2 separate regions of the Mus musculus genome follow, and region 2 is linked to region 1. Evidence: chromatin contacts called from public HiChIP or PLAC-seq data. All regions are on one chromosome and are shown on one strand. Each heading gives the region's core, a stretch centred on a gene start, on an enhancer-like site or on the middle of the called end of the contact. The rest is flanking DNA. Distances are from core to core; before and after follow the strand shown. Region 1 overlaps Gm35041 (a long non-coding RNA gene). Region 2 overlaps Gm35488 (a long non-coding RNA gene).

What was found. HiChIP or PLAC-seq counts read pairs in DNA pulled down with a chosen protein or histone mark.
Region 2: a contact with region 1 is called in an H3K27ac HiChIP or PLAC-seq map of SST interneurons, with 9 times the contacts expected there. The contact joins two enhancer-like sites. A contact is called at or near these places in 5 of 39 promoter capture datasets (cranial neural crest, maxillary cranial neural crest, pre-B cells and 2 more), 1 of 15 datasets of contacts at CTCF or cohesin (large pre-B cells) and 5 of 115 datasets of contacts at active chromatin or transcription factors (SST interneurons, bone marrow-derived macrophages, craniofacial prominence and 2 more).

What each region holds. Positions count from the first base shown.
Region 1 is chr12:77,020,090-77,025,387 of GRCm38.p6, forward strand. Gm35041 (a long non-coding RNA gene) reads left to right here. Exons shown (of 3, transcript XR_381701.1): 2 at 946-1,064; 3 at 1,650-1,951. Among named protein-coding and RNA genes, the nearest start is that of Gm35189, 32 kb to the right of the region's middle. Within about 2 kb of position 2,027, at least 10 of the 459 cell types and tissues checked have an H3K27ac peak or open chromatin away from gene starts, as enhancers often do. A contact at or near this core is called in SST interneurons, where this site is marked.
Region 2 is chr12:77,804,702-77,809,999 of GRCm38.p6, forward strand. All of the region lies in intron 1 of Gm35488 (a long non-coding RNA gene), which reads right to left. Among named protein-coding and RNA genes, the nearest start is that of Gm35488, 5.5 kb to the right of the region's middle. Within about 2 kb of position 3,185, at least 7 of the 459 cell types and tissues checked have an H3K27ac peak or open chromatin away from gene starts, as enhancers often do. A contact at or near this core is called in SST interneurons, where this site is marked.

The DNA.
Region 1 (5,298 bases), core at 777-3,276:
GGAAGATCACCTGGCCCATTGGCGCTCTGTCAGCAGGAAGTGCAGGAAGTGATGTTCCTTCAGCTGTTAGCTCCCAAAGCTAGTGAGCCAACCACCTTCCTTCAGATTCCCTCCAAGTCTTTATGACTCAGCCCCAGGCCAGTGCCAACTTGCTTATTTTCTTCCTGTGCCTGGTTCTTGGCAGCTTGTAGGAGACTGTGGTGTCTGACAGGGGCAGAGCAGCTGGCCTGCTCTAAGCATTCAGTCCTGGGGCCAGCGTAGCAGCCAGAGAGAGCGCTACTGCTCAGCCTTCACTGTAGTGGGCGACAAAATGATACTGTTGATCAAGCTAGTAGCCCAGTGATGATGGTGCCGAGAGCTAATCTCCACAGAGGCTTCTGTGAAGGGAGGGTGTTGTCTCTCGGCTAAGGTTTTGCCAGTCTTGGAAGACACGTTTAGAATTAGAGAGGAGAAACGGAAACTAACCATGCCACTGGGCGGGAAGAGGACAGCATCATGCTTACTTAAGTCGTTTTGGGTTGATGGAAGAAAATAATCTCTTGTAACAGAGATGGCCTCACTGTTGATAGATTTGCCTCAAGACTGAGCTAAGAACTAGGGTTTGAGAGAGGCTGAGCTGTCATTTCTAGCCCCTTCCTCACCTGCATGACCTCGGTCAAGTCGTTTCTCTGTGCTTCAGTTTTCCTTGCTGGTAAAATGAATGGAGCTGGCCTCAGTACTTTCCCTTTCATAGTACACAGTAGATCTCTGTCTGTCTGTGTGTCTGTTTATCTCTCTCTCTTTCCTTTCTGTAGTCCTTCCCCTACCTCCAAAGTGCTAGGATTAGAGGGATGAACGACCACACTTCGAAGGCTGACTTGGAGATCTTCCTGCCCCAGGCTCCTAAGGGCTGAACTGACAGATACTCACTACCAAGCCTGTTTACATAATAACTTTCTTTTTCAGAGAGCCTCACCCATGCCTGGAAGACAGGTATCAGCTGTCTCTAGCTGACAGATCCTGCGAAGATCACTCAGAAAAGAGCCATTTCCTGGGCTGGTGAGATGGTTGGTTCATCAGGAAAGGTACTCATTGGCAAACCTAATGACCTGAGTGTGATTCCTAGGTCCCACGTGGTGGAAGGAAAAACCCGACTCCTGCAAGTTGTCCTCTGACCTTCATACCTGTGCTGTGCAATGCACTTGTACATCCATGTATACACTCACAAACATACATACATACACACACACACACTGAAAGAAGGAACAGAAAGGTAGAAACTAGGTAGAAGAACCATTTTCTGGTCACAGCAGGTTTCTCTCCTGCGGCTACAGCCCCGTGGCAGCTTTAGGGAGTAGGGATGTCGGGGAGGTGGGGAGAAGCAGCATCCTTGGGCTCAAACACACATTTATTAATCATAAGCTTCCCTACTCATTGTGTTGGTGGTTTGCCGTTTGGTTGTTTTCCATGTGGTCCTAATGCAACCACATCCTGGCATTTCCAGAGCACTGCCCCACAGGAAGAGCTGGCCCTGTCTCACCTGGGCAGCCATGAGATCTCAGTTCCAGCTTCACAATGCTCCACTCTCTCGCCCTCCCGAGCATCCTCCTGCTGCATTCATTTCTCCCCAGCCCCTGGTTTATTCAGCTGTGTTCTTCTCTGCTCCACAGGCGATCTGTCACGGGAGCCCATCACAGCCCGATTGGAGTGCACTTTATCTTTTCCTCTGCCCTGTCTGCTGAGCAAACATGCACATTTGGCATTTCAGCCCTGGAAATTCTCAGACTCTCATTGCTCTTGCCCCAGATGGAAACTTCAGTGTCTTTGCAGAAAAATTCCACATTCTCCTGCAACCTAAACCCAGCTCTTTACTGAATCCTTAGGATATGCTGGGCTGTTGTGTCCTCAAGAGGGTTATGATACTGCGCGTGGAATGAGAGAGATGTATGTGAAACAATTTGAAAACAGGAAAGGCACACAGTGTAGTCATTCTTGCCACCAGATGCTAAAATGTGCAGGGTTAAGATCCCACTCAGCCAGCAGTGAACGCTGACTCACACAGAGTCCTTCTGCGCATCTCGTTTCTACCTCACAACAAGCCTGGAAGTTGGGCTCACTGTCCTTATTTTATACACCAGCAGACTGAGTCACAATTACTCCAATGGCCTAAGGTCTCAGGGATGGTAAGACAAACCAGTTCTGCTCACCCTACTCCACACGATGCATTCAGCATTATTATTCTATTTTGCCATGTTGGGGATTGAACCCAGGGTCCCATGCACTCTATGCTACTAGGCCTAGTCCCCATTTGAAGCTCTTTGTAGGGTCCCTGCTTTTATGAGCTCCATGACAATAGGAGCTGGGTGATTTGCTCCTGGCTGTTTTCCAGAGCCCAGTTCTAGAAACCAGGCTGCACCTTTTGCAAAAGCATCCACTGAAAAAGCGAGACCAATGATATCTTTCTCTAGAGTCAGAATTGGGGAGCCCTTGCCAGGTTCTTGGGAGTGGGGTTCGGGGGTTGTTCAAGCTTGGTCACTCCAGTGGGGGAGGGGAAGGGCTTGGTCATAAAAGAATAGAGAAAGAAAAGGAAGTAAGAAACAAATACCAAACAACAAAGAGACCCCATGTGACAGCCTGAGCTTCGGATAACCCAGCACTACTGCTGTTTATCAATTCTTAAAATCCAGCTCTTGCTAGGTACGTACTACACCCCAACACTCGTGGCAGTGCTGGCCTGTGCTTGTGCACTGAAGTCGGAGTCTCACATGAGAACAAAGGCTGGCTCTACCCTATTTTGCAGCCCCTGAGGTGAGTTGCTCCTTCACAGCCTGTATTCATTAGAGTGAATTGAAATTAAGAAGGGTCCCTTGCTGCTCACCCCACTTCCTTTTTAAATCTGTGTCTCCCTCGCACCCCCGTCCGGGAAGTGGCTCTGATACAAGAGAGACTCAGTGGAGAAGCCCCTTGGTTGCTATAAGCAGAAATGAATGAGATGCCAAGTTTTTTTAAAGCCCTGCGTCTGATCTGTCCTAGATTGTATTCCCATTCTAAAAAAAAGGAAAGACAAGAAGCTGCCTCCTTCTTTGAGGCAGCCTAGAGGTTTTGCTTCAAAGGGGACTGAGGGGAAAATGTTCAATTTTATCAGTCGGTTCTGCAGGGCCCTTCTCTTCAGGACACTGTTTAGTTCACTGAGTGAAGTAGAAAATGAAGACCAGGTGAGCAGCCAGCTGTGTAAAGCTTTAATGGGCCCGGCACCCCTTTGGGAATGAGACAAGGCTCTTGTGGGCCCTCGCTCTCAGCATCTCTTTCAGTTCAGCGGGCTTTGTTTTCGTAATGGGAATTTAACTCCCTCGGGTAGCCTATGAGATGGAGGAATAGCTGTACATCAAGAGGAATATCCATCAAGCATGGAGCTCCCGAAAACTTCCAAGGGAATCAAAGCCACTGTTCCCAAAGGGACCCTGGGCTCATGGGGAGTGGGAGCCTGGAAATCTTAAACTTCCTGGGTTGGAGGGTTGGCCATTCTTAAGATGCTGGGGACAGAGTCGTGCTGGGACTACCTATGGTTTCCTTGCGCTGCAGCTGGGACAGATCCTAGGTTATGTGCTTGTAGAGATCCAGACCCAGGCAGACTCTGCACAATACTAAATAAGGCACTTAGTTACATGGCTGGTGCAGAGTAAACGGAATGCCCAGGTCCTGGCCTTCCCCCTTATTCTCACCATTAGATAAACACCTTTCCCTGTCCTCCCAGTGGTTACCACTCCAAGTACCAACTCTTCATAGAACTCACAGAGCAGAAAAGCTTTAAGCTTTCCTGTTGTTTCCTTTGGTGATAGATAACGTGGGTCATGGCCATCACGGACCCCTACCTCTGGAGAGCCAGGAACTCAGACATAGCTCTCAGCAGCCTCAGGTGGCAGAGCAGGCTACTCACATCAAGCTGTTCCGCACTACCCTCCTTTTCCAGGTCCTCTTCTTGTCATAGTCTTCCTAGTGCACACACCATCTTGTTCTTCTTTCTCTCCCATCTCCCCTCCACATCCTGGCCCATCCATCATAGTGGTGTCTGCCTGCCACTGTGTGGCTGTGGATATCGCCTATGTATGTATGTATGTATGTATGTATGTATGTATGTATGTATGTTTATTATTACATCCTGACTACAGTTTTCCTTTCTTCTTCTCTTCCCAGCCCCCACCCCCGAGCTGTTTTCTTTTTTAAGAGTGAATAAGGCCATAAAGTTGGGTGGGCTGGGAGGTGCAGAGGACCTGGGGAGAAGTTGGGGGAGAGAAAACCATGATCAAAATATATTGTATGAAATATTTTTTAAAATTAAAAGTAACCAAGAGGAAGAGCAATGGAGGCAGATACTTGATTTCTGACCTTCAGAAGTGCAGGCATGGGTGAGCACACTGTAGACATGTGTGTATCACACTTGCACACACACATACCACACATACATATACATACATAAACATACACACATATACACACACATACATACCACACAGACACACATATACACAAATACATACACATACACACATACATAAGCATACATACATATACACACATACATACATATACTACACACACAGACACATATATACACACATACACATATATACATACATACAAACATATATACACACATACCCACATACACATATACACACATATAAGCACACATACACACACACTTAATAAATAAAATGAATAGGATTGCCAGGCATGGTGGCTTATATGTCTAAAGGACTCAAGAACACCTCAGATTTGAGACCCCTATGTAATGAGATCTTGTCTAAAAATGAGCAAAAGAAACATACAATAAATAAATAAAAAACAAAAATAAGTTGGATTCCCTTTATGTTTTTTTGAGTAGAAGACATTGCAAGTTATATTTGATTTTAGAATTTTTTATTCAAAGATAACCCTATGCAGAGACATATACATCATCTCATATAGTCCTCACCACTATGCAAGGTAAATGACATAATTCCTGCTCTACAGACAAGAAATTGAAATTCAGAGAGGCTGAATAATTTTGCAAGGTCAAACAGTAGGAGTGAAGCTGGGTTCCAAATCTGAGTTCATTTATTCTCTTGTGTTGTGAAGCTGAAGTCCAAAGAGCTCTTGTCGGACTCAATTGTAATTCCACAGAAATAAATGCCACTGGTATTTTTAAAAGTAGCATAAGAACATCTATCTAGAATAGACTCTGATTGTCAGCATTCCTTCTTCTTCAGAAGAAACAAATACGAGACGTTAAGGCTCACGTAGACAGGTAGTTAGTAGAAGAGTCAAGATGAGAGCCCA
Region 2 (5,298 bases), core at 1,935-4,434, 790 kb after region 1:
TTCTATTAGATTTAATGTGTCCAGTTTTATGTTGAGGTTTTTGATCTACTTGGACTTGAGTTTTGTGCAGGGTAATAGATATGGGTCTATTTGCATTTTTCTCCATACAGACATCTACATGCAGTTAGACCAGCACCATCTGTTGAAGATGCTTTCTTTCCTTTTTCTGTTGTATGGTTTTGGCTTCTTTATCAAATATCAAGTGTCTATAGGTGTGTGTATTTATTTCTAGGTCTTCAGTTCTATTCAGTTGATCAATCTGTCTGTTTTTATGCCAACACCATGTGGTCTTCTTACTATTGCTCTGAAGTACAGTTTGAAATCAAGGATGGTGAAACCCCCAGAAGTTCTTTTATTCAGGATTGCTTTGGCTAATTTGGGTTTTTTGTTTTTCCACATGGAGTTGAGAGTTGCTCTTACAAGGTCTGTAAAGAATTGTTTTGGAATTTTTATGGGAATTGTATTGAATCTGTAAATTGCTTTTAGTAAGATGGCTATTTTTGTTATGTTAATCCTACTGATCCATGAGCATGGAAGATCTTTCCATTTTCTGATATCTTCCTCAATTTCTTTCTTCAGTGACTTGAAGTTCTTGTCAAAAGGTCTTTCACCTGGTAGAGTTACACCAAGATATTTTTATATTATTTGGAGGTACTGTGAAGGGTGTTGTTTTCCTAATTTCTTTCTCAGCCCATTTATCGTTTGTATAAATGAGGACTACTGATTTTTTTAAAGTTAATTTTGTATCTAGCCACATAGCTGAAGGTATTTATCACCTGGTAGAATTTTAGGTGTCACTTATACTATCATATCATCTGTGAATATAGATACTTTGAGTTTTTCTGCTCTTCCTATTTGTATCCCTTGGTCTCCTTAGCTGTCTTATTGTTCTAGCTAGAACTTTGAGTACTGTATTGAACAGATAGGGAGAAAGTGAGCAGCTTTGTCTTTGATGTTGGCTATTGGCTTGTTGTAGATTGCTTTGATTATGTTTAGGCATGTGCCTGTATCCCTGATCTCTCCAAGACTTTTAACATGAAGGGGTGTTGGATTTTGTCAAAGGTTTTTTCAGCATCTAGTGAGATGATCATGTGATTTTTTTCCCCAGTTTGTTTATATGGTAGATGACATTGCTGAATTTTTATATGTTGAACCATTCCTGCATCTCAGGGATGTAGCCTACTTGATTTTTTTTTCTTGATTTTGTTAGAGCTTTATTAGTTTCCTCTTTAAAGGCTTCTACATGTTTGATCATATTTTCCTGTATTTCTTTAGGAATTTATTCATTTCCTCTTTAAAGGCATCTATCAACTTTATAAGGATTTAAGGTCATTTTCTTTTACTTCGGTTGTGTTAGACTATCCAGGGCTTGCTGCAGTGGAATACTAGCCATGCTCCTGAAGATGCCATATTTCCCTGGCTCTTGTTTGTGTTCTTACTCTGGCCTTTCGCCATCTTGTTGTCCCTGGATATTCCTGGTGTGGCATGTATCTAGAAGGTGGGCCTAATCAGACTGTTCCTCTTGCAGCAGGCCTCAGGTGGGCAGCCTTAGACTGGATGTTCCTTGTGAGGTAAGTGTGGCAGAGGCTATCAGAGCAGTGGCCAGACAAGGGAGCTCAGGGGGACAGCAAGCAGCTCTTACAAGGCATCTGGGGAACTGAGAGAAGGGATCTAATCTGGGTGTTCCTTGTTCTGTGGGTCTGTTGGAGGCTGAGAGTGGTGGCCAGACAATGGACCTCAGGGGACAGCATGCAACTAGCAGTGGTTCTAACCTTCCTAATGTTGTGACACTTTAATACATCCCATGTAGCAACCCCCAACCATAAAATGATTTTCATTGTTACTTCACAACTATAATTTGGCTACTGTTATGAACTGTAATGTAACTGTCTGATATGCAAGGGTGTTAGGTGACCCCTGTAAAAGGGCTGTTTGATTCCCAAGGGGATCAAGAACAACAGGTTGAGAACCTCTGCTCTGCAAAGAACCCAGAGACAGGAGACAGAGAACCCAAGCCAGGGTTTTATAAGTGTATCTAATTAGGAGGGTCCCTTTCAGTGGATCTGGGACAATTCTTCTGGCTTCTCACTGTATTCCCAGGAGACCAGACAATCCTCACTCTTACTGTAAGTTCACCAGGACCTCATGGTTTCCAGGGAAGACTGGGCAGGAAGGGATCCAAAGGGGTGAGCACGAGGCTCCGTCTATTGCAATGCAGGGTCTCTCAATACAAAAATCCTTTGGAAATGTGTTTCTAAAGCAGTGCTTTATGAGTCTGGAGAACGTTTGTTCCTCCATGCTGTGGAGCCAGGTGCTGTTCTGCACACAAAGACAATCTCATGAGGAGCCACTCCGGGGAGCCTTCTTGGACCATCCACTGAGCATTTAAATGCTTCCTTGAAGCAATTCTAGCTGGATCTTATCTCTAAAAAAAATCACACATTACATGTTAAATTGTACAAGTTCCATCTATTTAACTCAAGATGCCCCTTAGGTTCATGCCTTTTGGGGGGCTATATTCAATGCAATGGATTCATTTGCTTTATCGCGCCAGGTTTTTTAATAACAGTGTTGGAGGTTTGCTCTTCCTTTATTTCGGAATGTCGTTAATCTTTCGAGGCAGAGTCTCACTCTGTAACCGAGGCTGGCCCGGAACTCTCAGCAACCCTCCTGCTTCAGTCCTCTAAGGCCTGTCTGTCGTCACAGTCACAAACCAGCATATCCAGCCTGGATTCTTCTTCCATGCTGTCAGCTATTTGGTAGCCCCTACCCAGTGGTTTCCCATAAGTGGAGGGACTGTGGTAAAGCTGCAAAGCTCAAAGCTTGAGATCAGGTCCTTCATTCACACTGCACACCGAGACTTACATGCCCATTTGCAACCAAGGAGACTACTACGGCTTGAAAGCAGCCCTGCAAAAACGTCAGCTGGAGCTAAAAAAGCACCACAAGAGGTATTTTTGGACCTGGCCCCTGCACACGCAGGTTCTGTTTGCTTTAGGTTTTATCCATAGGCTAGAGGGAAGAGCACGTACTATACAAGATTTGTGCATTCATAAAAATAATCTTATTACCCCAAATATGCTCTTAAAATAAGCTATTTGGACGCTTTCCTCTCCTAAGGCAACATCTCTTTGCTCTCTGAAGCAATCACAAGGCTTCCGGTTATACTTAGCACCCTCCTTGGTTTCTGCAGTGTTCCTTGGTGAGCATGCACCCCGTTATAGTTGAAAGCATTTGCCAGCTGTAAATGTCTTCTCCAATCCCCTCTATAAAAGAATATTAAAATCAAGGCGCTTGTTGTTATGAGTTTCTAAAACAATGGTCCTGGAGGTACCAGCTGCTCTTTCTTATCGTAACAAACTTTCTTGGCAATGCTGAGCTACATCTTATAACATCCCTGGAGGGAAGTACTGAAATCCAGGAGCGGAGGTTACAAAGCCTTGGCTTCTATATGATCCAGAAGACTCCTGACAGGACCAGCTAACCTTGAAGGCTGGGGCTTGCGCCTTCTGTGGGTTGAATAATCAGGAAGTGAAATAGAAAGATGGAGGGAGGAAGGGGGAGAGGAGAAAGGGGACAGAGAGAGGGGTGTAGAGAAAGAGTCCCTGAGGCTCTTCACAAAATTTCTAGCTAGCTATTCAATAGTCCCACTTTGCAGCAGCTGTCCAGGCCAGACATACTGCTGGTTTCTGTAGGCACTGCTTCCCATCTGGAATACGAGGAAGGCCTTGAGCAAGGCATCCACATTTATGCCAAAGATGCTCCAAATGAACAAAGCAGGGACTGTTTGCTGTACAGACTCCAAAGAACAGAAACAGACCTTCCAACAGGAGCCTCATCAGACTCTCTGGTCTGCTAAGGAAACATTATCACAGGGAGGAGCTCAGAGGGGCTTTGCCACAACAAAAGCTTACATGACTCAGACACCAAAGCCAACTCAAAGCATTCGGAGGGGTGCAGTTTTATGTGCACGCTTTAGAGCTCAGTTCTAAAGGGCACGATTACCATAGCTCATCTTTCCGAATGCACACCAGACACTTTGCTTGTACTATTTGCTTCTGCCAACCATGGAAGAACCAGTAAGTAAAACATTTTATTAGGCCATAGTAATAAAAGTTAGACCATTTATGCTTTTAAATGTATATTATATTGTTTAATCTCCACAATGAACCAATGGGCTATCACTGCATTCATTTAGTAGGTGAGTAACTCAAAGACATTAAGTGAATACCAATGCATGCTCTGAACTCCCAGGCTTTACTACGAGTTCTCAAAATATTTGGGATCATTTCTCTAGCAGGTCCACCTGATCCTCATGCAAAATGAACCAGAGTCTGCCACTGTAGCATTCAGAATTCAGAATTAAGGATATGCAGAGAGCGAATGCCTGAGGTGGGGTTTGAACCCAGATGGGAAAGCTCTGATGTGCATAGTTTTAGCCCTGTTATCTTCCCTCTTCAATTTTCCCTTGCTCTGACTTTCTGGAGTAGCAGCTGCATCTTCACCCTCAAACAAATGAGCCATGCCAAACACCCAGGAAAAAAGAACCTACACAACACACCTTGAGGTCTAGGGCTTGAATGAATACTTTATGAGTACTGTGTGTTGAAATGAAACCTACATTGTTCTAAATCACACAAACAAATGGCCTTTCAAAGATCCAGGGTCTCAGGGTTGGAGGGTCTGAAGGAAGTACCTCATCTTCTGAAGGCTATTGTCAGACTCAGTCTATTTTGCATGCGGATCACATTGGGCCCACCCAGAGAAATGGTCTGAAGTATTTCTGAGAGCTTCTAATAATGTTTGGAAATTAAAAGAATGTGTTTGTGTTCACGTCCAGCTGGAGGACTCTAAAATGAAATCACAGAAAGTATATGCACAGAGAAAGAAGGCTGTGCAAATCAGGATGAAGAAAAGTCACTGGAGGACAGACAACTCGGCGGAGAAAATCAAAACTCAGCTGCCTGGAGAGGCATGACTAATGACAAACCGGGTGCTCTGTGCCATGCAGCTCTGAACGTCTTTGGATTTTGAGGTAGCAGATCCGTCTAAAGACTAGGGCAGGGAGTGAGGCTGGAAACAACAGGCTAGGTGAAGGCTTCATCTTGAGAATAATGATTGCTCAGGCCATCCTTTCTCCAGCCCCATGCTTCAGAGGGCCGACCTTCTTCTACCCATTACAGGGAAACTAGGCCAACATTTCAGGCTTAGAGACCCACGTTTCAAGGAAAGGTAGAGCATTGCATCCAATCTAAATACTGAGTAAAGAAAGCCCAAGCCCTTCCACCATGCTCTCCC